Linked DNA regions of Sus scrofa: region 1 is linked to region 2. The links are chromatin contacts, called in public Hi-C maps. All regions are on one chromosome and are shown on one strand. The core of a region is the stretch at or near the end of the contact, and the rest is flanking DNA. Distances in the headings are between cores, read along the strand shown. Region 1 has its middle 89 kb from the start of POU2F1. Region 2 holds the start of CD247 (CD247 molecule).

Region 1 (5,419 bases), core at 1,056-3,555, 93 kb after region 2:
CAATGCCACAGCACAGACCCTGAGTCCACAGGACTTGGGGAAGGATGGAGGCCATCAGAGGTCTTTTAGGTCAGGTTCTCACCAAAAGTGGCCCTGTCCTCAGTGGTATTTCTTCTAACCACAGAGGCTATTTATAATGTCCCAGCTCATCCAGCCACCACTTAATATTGGGGAAAGACTCTGAAATCCAAGGCCACAGTACCCCATAGAGCATCGGGGTAAGGATGGAGGAGCCAAGGTGGGGATGGGCAATGAACCAGTGTGCTCACAGTGACTCTGGGACTCCTGAGAAGAGCACCTGCTGGACAAAAGAAGTTGGAAGTCTTAGGTGAGTAGTCTGAGAATGTGTGTGTGAAGCATCCAGGATACCAACACAACGTCAGAGAAACAATGTGAAAACACTTGGAAAATGGTTTAATGATGTTTTACAACAGAAATGAACTGTACAGTTACAGTAAGTTTAATATATATAAAAAATTACAGCAGACAAATGCATCTACACAAAATCTACCACTTCATTCTGATTCACTGTCACCTACACAACCTCTCCCAAGCCTACAGCCCCCTGCAGGCAGCCCCAGGAGGGGGAATCATATAAAGGGCACTTTTAAAGAGACAGCACCGCTCATATTCCCCACCACCTCCTCGGGTCTCAGGAGGTATCAGCGAATTCCCCTAAGTGGAAAGTTGCTTGTGTTTCAGGTTTTCAAAAACCAAGAAAATGTGTTTCCCAGGGGCCCAGGTAACGAGGCCCTAAACTCCAAGTTATCAGCTGAGTCTTATAAAATATTCCTATCAGAGGGGAAATGGCTAACCAGGCTCTCTGGGACAGTAAGGCTATACAATAGCCACCCAGATTGCAAGTTATCTACGGAGAAATGTAAAAGGACTCCCGATAAACTAATTAGGAATTGTCACTGCCTCATTAAAGCTGCTGGACAATTTTGGAAAGAATCATTTACACCACATCTTAAGTTTCCACAAAAGAGAACTCAAACTCACATTTTAAAGTTAAGTACATAAAACAAAAAGTTTTGGGAGGCCAAGGGGTCAAATCCCTCTTGTGTCTCTCCCTTGACAACAGTGGAAAAACACCCCTGAATCAATATTAAAAAAAAAAAAAAAAAAAGGAAGAAGTGAAAAAGGGTCGGGTAGCTAAGATATTCAAAGACAGAGAGAAAGAAAAAGAGCTTTAGAAAAACACGTTCGATCACTGTCTCTTCAAAACAAAATCCCAGTTGGGAATACGGTAATCAGCAAATATTCAATCCAAATTGAACCCAGTGGAAGTTTATTACTGAATATTATGTACACTCAGAACTTTTTTGTTTTCTTTTTTATTACGAACACCTAGGCAGTGAAAACTGTTATGTTAATACATACATAGACACACCCAAAACATACAAAAATACTATTATTTCAAACTACTAAGAATAGGACAGTTCAGTTATTTTCATGCTATGACTTTAAGAGCATTACACTGAAACAAACAAGAAGTTAAACGACATTTTTTTTTTTAATATCCCAGAAATATACCAAAATATACATCTAAGCTTTGGAATTACTGAGGTTAGACTAATGCAAGTGCTGGGTAATCGTACTTAATACACAAGTCTAAGGTTCTGCAGGAAAGAAATTATCTTTGGTATCTGCATCAGGCTAATATTATTAACATTTGGATTTTGCTTTGGGATAGAGCTTGTATGACCCTAGAACCAAATACCCCCCCTCCCCCAATCAACTGAGATTAAAAAGATCCATGTAAAAAGTTCCTTCATTTGCAACCCCCCACCCCCCAAGTTAAAAAGTCACAGGCATCTACCTAGCACAAAAGGTTGTGAAATACAATGCATAGTTGCACAGTGGTGCTGCAAAAAGGAAACAAACCTACAATAAGGAGAAATGAAAAGCTTGATAATCCTTCTGCATGTTTGCTCACAAACAGGACAGCCACTTCCAAGCAGTTCCAGTAAAGGACGAGAAAAGGCTCAGAAGGGCACGGGCACCGCCCCAGAGGTTAAAGCACCCAGCAGAGCAGCCAATCCTGCGCCAGTGTCTTCAACTTTCCCCCACTCTGTGGAGTCCATGGCGGCCCAGCCGCATCCCCACCCTCCTAGTCCCTGTGCCAAACCCCTGTGGTGACCATGGCTATTGTAGGGTAGTGGTTGTGGTAGGGTGGATTAGCATGGTGACGGGCTTCTGTCTACTGTTTTGGAAAATCTGAAATGCCAGTTTGTTCCATGGCATGTTCACAAGTTGGCAAGAGCCAAAGCTACTAAGCATGCGCCTCTGCAAACCCTGGAACATGGTAAACAGACTCCCTGCCCTTTCGATGCAGTCAGAGCCCCCCCCCACTCTGCCCCTGGCCTCACTCCTCTAAACGCCAGGACGCCACAGACTGGATTGACGCTGAAGACTTCCCTTTTCTTTGGTTTTTTTGTTTGTTTTGCATTTATACAATCATTAAAAAATCTTTGGTTTTGGCTGGAAAATTTAAAAACAAAACAAAACAAAGAAACCACCCTCCCCTGGCTTATAGCAGCAGTAGTAAGACCTGGCAAAGCTTGTTTTCAACATCGGGCATGGGAACTGAAGGTTGGGAACTACATTCAAAGAAAAGGTGAAAGGGCTGGGGATGCAGCTTCTAGAGAGCCCATTGGATATAAGATTGTCAAATAATAATAATATTAATAATAATAAAAACTTAAATATTTGGATTTTTTTGGTCTTGTCAAAGGAAAAAAAAGTGAAATGTGTATGCAGCAGTCAGCTTAAAGGAGCCTTTGGTGTCTTCCCTTCCACCCAAAGTCCTGAAAATAAGCAGAACCCTGAGGCCTCCCAGGGGAAGGGGATGGCCTCCCCCACCAGGGAGAAGGCAAGTACAGGAGGTGATATGTGGCCAGCAGTTGGAGACGTGGGGTGGGGTGTGGGTGGGGACGGCTGGCCAGCCCCTAAGGGCAGGGTTTGGGGAACAGATGGTGAGAGACCTGTGAAGACCCCTTGCAACAAAAAGAAGGAGGAGATTGCAATTTGCCCTCAGTTTGCAGTAGCTCTTAAGCAGCGACATTCAGAGGCTTTGGGAAGGTCCCACCCTAGGCTACAGGTCCCGTGATGCTATAGGCCAGAGTTCAGCATTACTTAGAGGAGGGAGGGCAGACTTGGCAACTCTGTGGGGTGTAGAGAAAGTTAAAGCAAGTTACTCAGTCACGAGTCAGAAATGAGGTATACAACAGCTCCTGGACTTGTGGTGGGTGGAAAACCCCACACTTACTCACCTTGCCTCTGCTACCACCACAGCTGCAGAGATGGGAACTGGGGTCTAATGTGGGTGGGGTGGGGTATTTCCTCGGAATGAGACCTCCTGTGGACTAAGTAATGCACACAGGCCCCCTCGAGCAGGGGTAAGAAGCTGGAAGAAGTCTGTCCGTCTGTCTCTCCCCATTACCTGATCTTAGGGGAGATACACCATTTCTGCTGTCAAAAGCCAATGTTATAATAAAGCTGCAGAGTCTTAGGCTCTCTCCGTTCTGCTCCCTCCCAACTGTTTGCCATATTCAACACAACCAGGCTGGTCCACTCTACTCTCAGGAGTATGCGCCTTCTGCAGACCCAAGTAGGACTGGAACCACAGACATGGCACCTGCCTACGACTAAGCCTTTCCTAACAGGACTCTCCTTTTAGCTGTGGAAAGTGCATTCCCTTCCCTGCTATGCTGTTCAGACTTAAGAGACACTGTGGGACTAGGTGGGAGCGCAGTCTTCTGTCTCCTTGGCTTTGTCTTTTTTCATTCGGAGGAGATTCTGATTTTAAAGAAGCATTTGGATGTCTCATTTTGGAAAAAGCATTGTATCAAGCTGTCTGCCTGCAGACTTTGGAATATCATGTGGGAGAGCTCAATGCCACTGCCAAGTTACAAAAGATATTTAAACTGCTCTTGTGAGGTTGTGGCTACTCAATTAAAACAATAATGAACAAGTAAACAAAGAAAATTCAGGGGAACTTTGCAGCAGACCTCAATGGTTTTTTTTCTTTTTTCTTTCTTTCTTTTTACAATAAATTAGTTTGGGGGCCTGAATTTTCTGATAGTGTCCTGCCTGGGTTTGAACCAGAAGGTGGTGCAGCCCTGAGTGGAGTGGGCTGATTCAGGGGCACAGAAAGAATCTTCAAGGGCACCTGCCTGGCCCAGCCTGGGAGCTTTATTCCTGGGCACAGTGGTGTTCCATCACACATACCTTGTCCTCCCACAACTGCTGTTTCAAGTGCTCTTACCTTCAATAGCCCTGCTGCCTGCTTCCTGATCTATTTAGCACTTGGAAAAGTCACACACTCTTAATACTACTTTTATATAATGTCAGAACAATAAGATTATTAGTAAAGCCTTCGTGAAGTTCTGCAACCTGACCAGTTCTTGATGGAATGAATATGGAGAGCTATACATTTCTCCCCACTCCCCCTGTGTCCCATCAATGGCACACCGAAACAATGAACTACTCAACTCCCTAGGGCCCGGATGTAAAAACATTTTGGAATAACACAGCTCCATGGAAGAATAAAGGAGGGTCTTTGAGTTTCTGTGTAATCCTGTTCTTGAAAATGCTTATCCTTTACAAGTGACAAAACAACTAAGTATCATCTAAACTCAAATAGGCTGTACTAGCTCTCTTTATAAGCGTTAGATAAAGGGAAGTTAGACAAGAATTCTACCCCCATCTTCCACCACCTCCCTCCCTAAATTTCCCAGCAATTCCAAGAGTATCACTGCCACCTGAGCAGCTCTATCCATCTTTGCAGAGCCAGCAGAGTGAAACTAAACAAATCTCTTTTCCAAAGCCAGGATGACTACCAAGACTTTCTTCAAAAAGTGGGTATGGGGTGTGGGGAAGAAGAGAGAGAAGAAAAGGGAAGAGATAAAGGTAAAGCTTTTCTAAATTTCAGCTTTTTGCTCCTATCCCCTCTGCCTGCTTTGAAATTGTAAGGATCAAGAATGCAGTGTCTTTGGTATCCAAACTGAATCCCACTTAGGTTCTGTGAGATGGATCACTTATTAAAAAATAGCCTTTTTGGAGACAGAATCTATATTTGAACTCGGGAAGCCAAAAAAATTTGCCCTAGAGTATGGCCAGAAAGGGCTCTTAACTGTTCCTAAACCAGCATCATTTCTCATTCACATATCCACCAAGAACAATATTCTCCCCAACCTCACTAACTAACCAATCCCTAAAGGTCACATGGTATCATAGGTGTTAAGTGAGCAGGTTGGCTTTCAACATCTTGGTCTGGTTTTTCTTCTGTTTGCGTTTTTGGTCTAGACAGAACTGGCCTTGGTATGAGAAAAGGAAGTGAGGTTTTAAACTGTTGTGCTACTAGCACAACATTCATAACATGACAGAAGGAACCCCTCCCGCCCCCCCAATCTAA
Region 2 (5,078 bases), core at 917-3,416:
GTCTGGCTTCTTTTACTTAGATACTGTTTTCAAAGTTCATCCATGTTGCCACATATAACAATGCTTCCTTCCTTTTTAGACTGAATCATATTCCATTGTTTCGATATGCCACATTTGTTTATTTCTCACTTGCTAGACATTTATTTCTAGTTTGGGGCTATTTTGAATAATGTTGCTATAAACACTCATGTACAAGTTTTAACATGGGCATGTTTTCATTCTCTTGAGTATACGCCTAGGAATAGAACTGCTTGGTCATATGACAATTCTACTTAATTTTTTGAGCAAATGTCACACTGTTTTCCATAGGGGGTTCACTGTTCCACATTCCCACCAGCAATGTATGAGAGTTCCAATTTCTTCACAACCGCTAACACTTGTCATCTGTCTTTTTAAAATTTTAGCCATCCTAATGTGTATGAAGTCATAGAGTTCACTGTAGGTATTTTTTTATTTTTTAAAGTTTTATCGAGGCATAGTTGATTTACAATGTTGTGATAATTTCTACTATACAACAGAGTGATTCTGTTATACACATACACATACCCATTCTTTTACAGATTCTTTTCCCATATAGATTATCACAGAATAGCGGGTAAATTTCCCTGTGATACATACAGCATAGTTCACTGTAGTTTTGATTTATATTTTCTGATGACCAAAGATGTTGAGCATTGTTTCATGTGCTCACTAACTGTTGGCATATTTTCTTGGAGAAATTCAGATCTTTCAGATTTTTAATTGTTTTTTTTTTCCTGTTTTAGTTGTAGGAGTTATTTATATATTTTGAATACTAGACCCTTATCAGTATATGATTTGCAAGTATTTTCTTCCATTCTATGGGTTGTCTTTTCACTTTCTTGATAGTGTTCTTTATGCATAGAAGTTTTAAATTTTGATAAAGTCCAATCTATTTTTTCTCTGATTGCTTGTGCTTTTGTGTTCTGGTTATTTTGGTACTTTTTTTTCACATTCACTCTTGTTCTAAAACTTTTGCTGGCATTTTTAGAGGAATGGCAGTTTTAGAGAATTGTAGTCTTCTTAGGAGGAAACTTGTTTTTGTTTTTCTCCTTTTGTCCTTTTTTAGGGCTACACCTGTGGCATATGAAATTCCTGGGCTAGGGGTTGAATTGGAGCTGCAGCTGCCGGCCTATATCACAGCCACAGCAATGAGGGATCCAAGCTGCATCTGTAAACTACAGCGCAGCTTGCTGCAACACCAGATTCTTAACCCACTAAGTGAGGCCAGGGATAGAACCAGAAGCCTCATGGAACTGTGTCAGGTTCTTAATCTGCTGAGCAACAATGGGAATTTCATTAAGGGGAAGGCTTTTTTTTTTTTCTTTCTTTTGGTCTTTTTGCCTTTTCTAGGGCCGCTCCTTCGGCATATGGAGGTTCCCAGGCTAGGGGTCCAATTGGAGCTGTAGCCAACCAGCCTACGCCAGAGCCATAGCAACTCGGGATCCGAGCCGTGTCTGCGACCTACACCACAGCTCATGGCAACGCTGGATCCTTAACCCACTGAGCAAGGCCAGGGATGGAACCCGAAACCTCATGGTTCCTAGTCGGATTCGTTAACCACTGCACCACCACGGGAACTCCGAGCTATACTATTTTGAAATATTCTATTAAATTCAGGCCAAGTTCAGATCTGCAACCTCAGAGCTACTCCAGTAATCTGCTTTATTGGTAAGGACACTGAGGTCTAGAGATGTCGAGTGGTTTACTCAAGGCTGCATAGCAAGTAGTTAGCAGAGATGGCGCTAAAACACAAATATTCTGTCCCTCCATTTCCCCTGACTCTGAATCCAGCGCTCTGTCATCTTACCATCCTCCATAAAATACATGAACCTAGCAAAGTGGCAAACGTTCTTACATGCACTGGGATCTTGCATTTATCTAGGGACTAACTTCACCAATCAAGATAGGAATTAGCTAAAAAGTAGGAAAAAAGGAAAATAAAACAATAGTTAAATGAGAGGAAAAGCAAAAATTGAGACACACACACACACACACCCCAACCCCTCAAACCTCCAGAGCTTCCTGCCTATGAACCGAAAGGGGGAGTGTGAGTTTCTTGGCCCTGTTGGCAGGTGCCTTCTCAAAGGCCCCATCGTCCTCCACTTCCTGAGGAGGCAGCAGCAGAACAAAGCTAGCAGAGACTTCTTTTCTTTTCTTCGTCCAGCCACGACTGCCTCAGCCTCTGCCTCCCGGCACCATCCTGGGGAAGGACAAGATGAAGTGGACAGCGCTTGTTATCGTGGCCATCCTGCAGGCACAGTTTCCAATTACAGGTAAGGCCAGATGTATTGATGGCAAGGAACTTTTAGAAACTCTTTGTGCGTGTGTGTGTGTGGGGGTGGGGGGTGGAGAGAGATGTGGAGGGGTGGTGAGAAGCCAGTGTCTCCTTTAAATCCTGTTCTCCCCAAATCAGTGGGCAGCTGGGCAGGGAGGGGTCCAGCTCGATGCAGGCATCTGCTTCATTAAGGCCACGTTGGGCATCCATTCAGAGTCAGCTGCTTGAAAACACACCTGCCCAAAGTATGGATTTTTCCAGTGATAAAAGGAGACAGACAAGTCTGGATGAGGAGAAACTAAGGCAGGTTCCATGTGGAGAAGAGGAGAGGGAGTATTTAAGCTGGGTGGGACCAAAAAAATGTCAGCCAGGCCATGTTTCATGCTGAGGCATTTTTCTAGTCGTTTACCCCCTTCCTGGCTCTATCACTCAACCCTTTTTCTTGGGCAACAAAGAATATTTCATTTATTGGTCAGAGAGGGTCATGGCTGTGGCCCTGTCTGACTTGAAACACCTCAATGGGCCAGGGACTGACTGGGTTAATGAGGGAGGGAGTGATATGGCCTTCTTTGGGGTCCATTCTAGGCTCAGCTCTGACACTGGTTCCCCTATGCCCCGCAGCTAAGGGCTGCCTGATGACACACCCATTCCAGGCTCAGTGACTCACCACTGCCCCTTGCTTCAGGCCGCTCTCCCTCTGAGGCCAAAAGGCTAGAGATGCTGACGCGATGTAGGGAACTGATGAGAAGATGTGACTTGTTAACTTGTCACCATGAGGAACAACCAACCAACAAGCGAACTTACTCCTCACTTTATTCCTGCTCCTGGAGTCTGACTTTTCTAGAATTCTTTCACTTCCACCATGTTTTCTAGCCCAGATAATAAGGAGAAGTGAAAAGAAGACAAAATGTGCTATGTCCGGGGACTGTTGTCATAGCATTTTTACAAAAAATGGGACAAGCTGTATTTGAATCTAAAGAAACAGGGAGGGTCGTCGCAAGCCAGTGTCCTTCCTCCACTTCGCAGCTCACCTCAGCATGGGAGGGCATTTGGCTACAATGGTGAGAGGGCAGGAGAGGCCACTGACACTTCTGTTCCTGCCAGGGAACGTGGCACAGCCCTGGCCTAGTGCCTTGGCGGTTTCGAGGACAAAGTAATTGCAGGGTTTTCTGTAAGATCACAGGTCTCTTCTCAGAAAGGCCGTGTGTTGGGTATGAGTCATGTGGTGCTGTGGGGTAAGAACATCAGATCGAGCTCAGAGCAGCCCATCTTTGTGTGTGGAGCAGCCAAGTGAATTCAGCGATTTCAGGGAGAACAGCTGATGGCAACAGAGTCCAGACCTTGGCTTCAGCTTGGGGGGGGGGGGCGCTGAACTTGGGAGATAATTCTACCATGTGGAGTTTCCTTAAGGGTCCATCTGTGCTGGGCCTTGGGGCCAAGGCCGGGGCAATGGAATTAGAAGAGAAAAGAAAAGTTGCTTGGGTGGTGGTGGCTTCCAGGAGTGGTAAACAAAACTGCACCCCGCAGACAAGATGGGAGGAGCCATGTCCCATTTCCACAAAGAGCGTACAGGAGGAAAAGCTTTAGATTCATCTTTCAATGCCACTTGCTTTGCCAGAGTGGAGATTGAAATTTCAGCTATTTTCAGATAAGGCTCCTGGACCAAAGTTGTTCAAAGTGTCCTAGCTCTGTTGGGGGAAGGCAAGAGAGCCTCACAGAGGTCTTTAACTCCGAGGGCCACAAAGGGCACCCAAGCTGCCTGAAAGGACACACACTCTGATCTCCTCAGGAGGGAAGGCTGTTGATGGAATTTGAGCTAAGGTCTTCCCTCTTTTCTTGAACAAGTAAGTTACTTACTCCTAAACCCATTTAAAACATCTTTTGGGGTTCCCATCGTGGCTCAGCCGTTAACGAACATGACTAGTATCTACGAAGATGCAGGTTTGATCCCTGGCCTTGCTCAGTGGGTTAAGGATCCCATGTTGCCATGTGCTGTGGTGTAGGTCACAGATGCGGCTTGGATCTGGTGTGGCTGTGGCTGTGGCAGGCAGCTATGACTCCGATTGGACCCCTAGCCTGGGAACCTCCATATACCATGGGTGTGGCCCTAAAAAGCAAAAACAAACCCCAAAACAAAAAACTTCTTTTGACTAAGACTTTTCCATTTGCATTTTCTTGGAAATGACCAGATCATTAAGGTCACAGCATACAATGACCTAGTCTGTCCACCTAAGGACGTCTCCCTGGGTGTTAGCCAAGATGGTCACCTGAGGCTGGAAGAGATTAAGATGGTGTATCTAATGGCAAGGGCACACTTTTGCCTGCAGAGCCCTCAGCTCCTCAATCCCTTTAACTCCTTGCTTCACGGTGGTCAGTGTGGCCTTTGTCTTTTCTCTGTAAGGAAATGCAGCTCTGACACAAAGCCTCAGGAAATGAGAACGCTCCCAGGCAGGTGGGAAGAATCAGGCTAATCACAGTGCTGCCAATTTCCCACCTTAAACAAGTACAACCTTAAGCAAGTTACTTAACCTCTCCGGGGCCTCAGTTTTCTCACCTCTAAAGTAAAAATAACCTTCATCACAGAGCTATGAAAGTGAGAAATAAAGGTAATGTGCCTGATACATACCAGACAGTCAATACATGGAAGTTGTATTAATTTTTACTATTATTACATCCTGGCCTGTTTTGTTGTTCTCATTATCCAGGGACAGAAAATGGAAACCCATGGTTAGGATTCTTAATTTGCTCTTGATTGTATCGTAAAGCAGCCTGGACATTTTCT

The links. Hi-C and Micro-C count contacts between places; a contact is called where the count stands out from the background.
Region 1: a Hi-C map of liver shows a contact between it and region 2, with 3 times the contacts expected there. The contact joins the enhancer-like site here to the promoter of CD247 in region 2. A contact is called at or near these places in 6 of 47 Hi-C or Micro-C datasets (brain, embryonic fibroblasts, fibroblasts and 2 more).

The regions. Positions count from the first base shown.
Region 1 is chr4:83,584,891-83,590,309 of Sscrofa11.1, forward strand. It overlaps a transcript of CD247 not described here. Among named protein-coding and RNA genes, the nearest start is that of POU2F1, 89 kb to the right of the region's middle. Within about 2 kb of position 2,306, at least 8 of the 83 cell types and tissues checked have an H3K27ac peak or open chromatin away from gene starts, as enhancers often do. A contact at or near this core is called in liver and skeletal muscle, where this site is marked.
Region 2 is chr4:83,492,210-83,497,287 of Sscrofa11.1, forward strand. CD247 (CD247 molecule) reads left to right here and starts at 2,167. Exons shown (of 8, transcript NM_214155.2): 1 at 2,167-2,294. The coding sequence starts at 2,237.